Regions from separate parts of the Triticum aestivum genome. Here region 1 is linked to region 2. The links are chromatin contacts, called in public Hi-C maps. All regions are on one chromosome and are shown on one strand. The core of a region is the stretch at or near the end of the contact, and the rest is flanking DNA. Distances in the headings are between cores, read along the strand shown. Region 1 holds the start of LOC123093429. Region 2 holds the start of LOC123093428 (uroporphyrinogen-III synthase, chloroplastic).

The links. Hi-C and Micro-C count contacts between places; a contact is called where the count stands out from the background.
Region 1: a Hi-C map of an unstated tissue shows a contact between it and region 2, with 6 times the contacts expected there. The contact joins the promoter of LOC123093429 here to the promoter of LOC123093428 in region 2. A contact is called at or near these places in 3 of 5 Hi-C or Micro-C datasets (leaf and an unstated tissue) and 1 of 1 datasets of contacts at active chromatin or transcription factors (leaf).

Annotation. Positions count from the first base shown.
Region 1 is chr4B:588,176,080-588,178,779 of IWGSC CS RefSeq v2.1, reverse strand. LOC123093429 reads right to left here and starts at 1,311. Exons shown (of 4, transcript XM_044515402.1): 1 at 1,085-1,311; 2 at 1-788. The coding sequence starts at 1,224.
Region 2 is chr4B:587,904,786-587,907,485 of IWGSC CS RefSeq v2.1, reverse strand. It overlaps LOC123093428 (uroporphyrinogen-III synthase, chloroplastic), which reads right to left and starts at 1,283. Exons shown (of 9, transcript XM_044515401.1): 1 at 1,007-1,283; 2 at 711-798; 3 at 490-556; 4 at 94-212. The coding sequence starts at 1,204.

The DNA.
Region 1 (2,700 bases), core at 62-2,561, 270 kb before region 2:
ACCCGACAGCCATGCCCTTAGCTTGTATGATGAACCCACCAAAATTGGTCTGCAAAACCAAATGTGCTGACGAAGAGCCCAACAACTTTGGCAGGAACATGAAGGTGACCGACGCATTTTCGCCGGGCTGCAGAACCAGATCCTCATAACCATACACATAGAACTGTGGATCAGTGCTGAATGGCTCATAGACACGCAAGGCACTGTCATTGTTCAAATTCACCACAGTCAGGGAGGCCACAGAGGCTGCATACAGGTTACTCCTGCCCCAATCCAAGACTGGTGGACTTATCTCCACATTCATGGAGGAAGAACTGTAGAGGGCATTCGGGCTGACATCTGAGGTCGCGCCATCCAGTTCCAGTGGCACCCCATGCGATGCCTGCATCCAATTGTCAGGCACAAGCGGCGCCTGGCACGACCCCGCATCATACCTCGCAACATCCTTGCCCTCTCTCCCCAACGCATCGCGCGCCCCTGCGACGATCGCATCGGCAGAGGAGCAAGTTACCATGCCTCCCCCGGACATCGGGAAGCACATTGACCGGGATGGCTCCCAGTCCCTTGAAACCCCCAAATCAGGCTCCTTGATGACGTCATCGCTGGCGAGCAGCGTCTGGACCTCCGAGGACGAGAAGCAGAAGGAAGCCCCGTCTGCGCACACATCCCGGAAGCCGAGGCAGCCACCGTCCTCATGGCTCTCCTCCGCGGAATCGGCCTCCGCCGCCGCCGCCGAGACGGACAGCGCGAAGGCCAAGAACACACAGCACAGAGCAGCCAAGGAAACCCTGCAAGAAGCCGAAAACACCACAAAAGAGGTCAAGAACTCGCCGGCTCGCCGCGGTTGTTCGTCAAAAAGGCAGAGCGCTACCGAACACCAAAGCATCCCCCAAACAGAAACCCCAAGAAAATAGTCACGAGAACCCCAAAAAAACTTGGTATCTTCGGCAGCATAAGCAAGGATCACTCTAGAACTCCAGAGCGCCGGCGAGCAAGAGGCGAACAGCAGTTTCTTGGTCGCTGCGAGATGGCTGGAGGCAAGAAAGCAAGGAGGGCGGAGCAGCGGAGTTAACGGGGAACTTACCGAGCAGGGGAGGAAGCGGAGCGCAGGAGGGCGAGGGGAATGGATGGAGCCGCTGGCGAAGAGCAGCGGCGGCGGCGGCGGCGGGTGGTCATGGCGGAGAGGGCATGCGGCGGGCGAGACTTTAGTGTTGTGGTGACCATAGGAATCGACGGGAAAATGAAAAGAAAAAGGAAATAAAAAGGAGGGGAGGGAGGGGGAGATGGACAGGGACGGAGGCGGACAGGAAATAAAAAGAAGTGGGAGGGAAACAAAATAAAAATGGGGGGAGGTGTTGGTTGGTCCCGGTGAAGAAAACCCATTCATGTGTTTCCCCCAAGAGGAAGGGGAAGAGTGTTGCTATACACACGATGTTGTGCAGCCGATTTGTGCACGATTGCACTGATCCAGCCATGCATGCGTTGGAGAAAGTGGAGGCCAACGGCTAGATCAAGCATCGTCCGATGTTCGGCTGTTGTTTATCGTCTGGATAGTAGTTCCGAAGGGGAAACCACATTTTGTGGTTTTTGATTGAAGTTCAAATGACTATTTGGCCCTTTCAATATATACCTTTTGAAACTTTTAGCCCTTTCATTGTTTGTGTGCTACAAAACTAGTCCAAACAACAACATCAACAACAACAAATATAAATGTTTTCAAACAGTTCTTTCTAACAAAAAAGAAACATTATTTTGTAAATAAGAAACTTTCGGTGGTCAATCAAGATAAGATAAGATGCTCTAAGCGTTCAATGCACTGGCGATTGCGTGTGCCCGTGTTGCGACGTTCTCGTCTGCGTCAGCCCCGCTGTTTACAGCTCATACCCACCTAGCCGTTTCACCTCTTTTGTCCGTATTTCCCGCCTGCTTGTGTTGTTTATTGATTATTATTCACTTCGGTTTCTACCGCTTGATGAGGAATTGATTACATACATATCCCCTTTTCACTACTTTTGCACATTTGTTGGACAATAATTCGGATAAGTCTCTTTTTACATCATAATGTTATAATTTAAAAATGAATCCATACGAGAGGAGACATTGCGTGGAACCTTAGATAAGGTGAAAGTCAATGTAGTCAAAGCCATAACTGATCATGGCAAAATAGTGCATGCGGCGGGCGAGGGTTCACTTTGTAACCATGGAATTTTAGGGGGGTGCAAAGAAGATGGGTAAAAAGGAAGGGAAGGGCTGAGGAGATGAGAGGGAGAGAGGAGGACATAAATTTGGAGACAAAGATATACATATGGTGATGATTGGTTCTCTTGTTTGGAAAAAGAATGTTGTAAATTTCAATGTTTGAATTACTATTTAGTCGATATGTGGGCTGCAAATCCCAACTCATGCAACAAATCAAATATTTTATGCTCAACAAAAACTATTATGTAATGCTAGGAGATCACCACATCCAATCAAGATATCTATTGAGCATTTAATATACTAGGTTATGAGTACACGTCTTCTCTACGCCACCAATTGTGCCTCACCCATAGTTTTAAAAGCCAGATTGGACGTCAGTGAGACAGATTCCATGGACCACCCCGCAAACAGGCCCGAGAGAACCAGTAGCGCATGTAAGTTATGTGCAAACCGAGAGAAAAATAGGAGTCGATTGAAGTGGGGGCAGAATAAAAATGGGAT
Region 2 (2,700 bases), core at 34-2,533:
GTACCTTATAGAATTAAAAATACTTCAAGATGCATGCATTCTTTAAAGTGCATGGACATAACATCCTAGTTGTATAAATTTCGGGCAAGATACCTTTGGAAGGAGAAAATGCAACCTCAAGGGATCCATCACTGGATTGCAATACTTCATCAAAAGTTCTTGCAGTACCTGCTCCAACAACTGCTATTCGGACCTTAGGACTTCCAGCAGCCCTGGTATTGAGTTATTGTGTGATGTCAAATATGGTGGTCGTAGATTACGTTTGATTTGTTCTGGTTTCATGTAGCGATGGTTTGATTACAGAAATGAAGTTCAGAAAGAAAAAAAAGTTTGGACATGTAAAGCGCATAATCTGCTTTATTTCACAGAAAGCACACAGACCTGCGTTGCCACAAGCCCACGACTTATGTGGAATGAATCGCGAAATGACATATGTTCTATTTGTGTAGCAATACTGCGCACAATAACTGCAATATGTTTGAATCTTACTTCCATCCCTCAAGGAACACTGCAGCTGCCTCAGGAGATGTTACAGTAATCCAGTCAAACTTTTCATCTGTAAATACACAGTACTAAAGTGACTAAACCCTGTGGTTGCAAGTTTTGCAAAGCAGTGTAAATATAGCATACGTTGGAGCAAATGGATGTGCATAGCAGGAAAGTAACAATGAGGCGCTATGCTGCTGCGAAAGATAGACTGAACCACATACCCCGCAAGACAGCTGAAAGCCTATCTGCATCAGGCCCTTCGACGTGCTGAATAAGAGGAAGCTCCAGAGAGTGCACATTATGCTTCTCCTGCACAATCCAGTTACAAAATTGATGTGATAATTCCCCAAGGTCTGACCGAATTCGTTAGCCCCCAGTTTAGAGATGTAAAATCAGCTCGGAAAATCGCCTCTCTACAGCGAGCATGTAAAACCGTCCCCTCTAAAATTCACCAACATCGGCTCAGGGAATCACAGAGTAGACGAGGAGGGGTATCCCCACAGGGATTTGAACTTACTAGAGAGGCGACGAGCTTGGCGTTCTTGCCTTGCTCGCGCGTGACCACGACGTCGGGAGAGGGAGACGAGTGGGCGGCGAGACTCCTCCCGGGCGCGCCGGCTCGGGGAGCTCCGGCGGGGCGGTGGGCTCGGTGGAAGGCTCCGGGTCCGGGAGGTGGGGCCAAGGGGATGGGAGCGGCCGAGGAATGGAAGGCCATGGGGAGGCGGAGGCCGATCCCGCGGCTTGCGTTGCGGAGAGGAGCCGACACGCTCTGGACTCGGTGGTTGTGGACGGGCCCCCGCGTTCGCCTGCATCTGGGCTGAGTGACTGCCGAACGGACGGCCTTTGTCGCGTCGTGGGCTATTTATGGGCCTAACTAGTGATACGATCCTGGCCGAAAGTATTCAAAGAGTTACATGTGCCCATTTGTCGCAACCTGAGAGTTTTTTTCCATTTTGTAGATTTGTTTATTTATAAAATATTTTATATTTTAAATCGTGCGTTCAAATCTCGAACCGTTTTCAGCGTTGGGTCCCTCGTCTCGAGATCTTTAAAACTAGATCCCATGTTGATAGGTTTCGACGAACTTTTTTTTACGAAAAAGACCAGACAGAAAAAACCAAACTGAAAGCACTTTTTCCCTTTCCGAGAGACACGGCCGGGCCTCTCATGGAATTAAATTCGTGCCTCCATGAGAAGTAAATCCCTGCCTCTCATGGAACAAAAAAAACATGATTTTTTCCTTTTCGAGGGGCACGACCGTGCCTCTCGCGGAAGCAAATCCGTGCATCCACGAGAAGTAAATCAGTTCCTCTCACAGAACGAAAAACTCGCATTTTTCCCTTTTCCGAAACCGTGCCTCTCGCGGAAGCAAATCCATGCCTCGACGAGAAGTAAATTTGTTCCGCTCGCGGACCCAAAAAAAATTCGCGTTTTTTTCCTTTCGGAGAGGCACGACCGTGTCTCTAGCGGAAGCAAATCTGTTTCTCTCGTATGGTTTTCCTTTTTCGAGAGCCACGGCCATGCCTCTCGAGGAAGCAAATCCATGCCTCCACAAAAAGTAAATTCGTGCCTCTCATGAAACGAAAAAAACATGTTTTTTTCCTTTCTGAGAGGTATGACAATGCGTCTCGTGGAGCAAATCCGTGCCTCCACGAGAAGTAAATCCGTACCTCTCGCAAAACAAAAAAAAAGTATTTTTCCCTTCCCGAGAGGCACAACTATGCCTCCCGCGGAACGAAAAAGAAAAGAAAACGTGTACTTTCATGCAATTTTTTGGGTCCAAATCCTAAGAAAAATAGGTGGAAAACAGAAAACTAAAAAAATCATCTAAAAGCCGAAAACGAGTTTAGAAAAAAAATCGAAGGGAGTGCCCCGAGCGAGACACGTGGCGGCGGCTGAGAGCGCACCAAGTGGTGTGATCCTAACCCATCCCAGGTGACCCTTGCAGGGTTCCCGAAGGAGTAGTCCTCAATTAATTGCTCTCGCCTTTGTCGTCTGGTCTATTTATTGGCCTAGTTGTGATATGATTCTGACCTTCTACTGTGTAGAGTATTGGGCCGCCTCATTCGATGATAACAACGTACATTACATTCTTCTTTGCCTTTTTATTTTTTATTTTTTTGTTTCTTCATGGGTTCTTTGGGGGTTTTTGTTTTCCTTTGTTTTTTCGTTTTTCTTTGTTTTATTACCGGATTTTATCAGTTTTTCTTT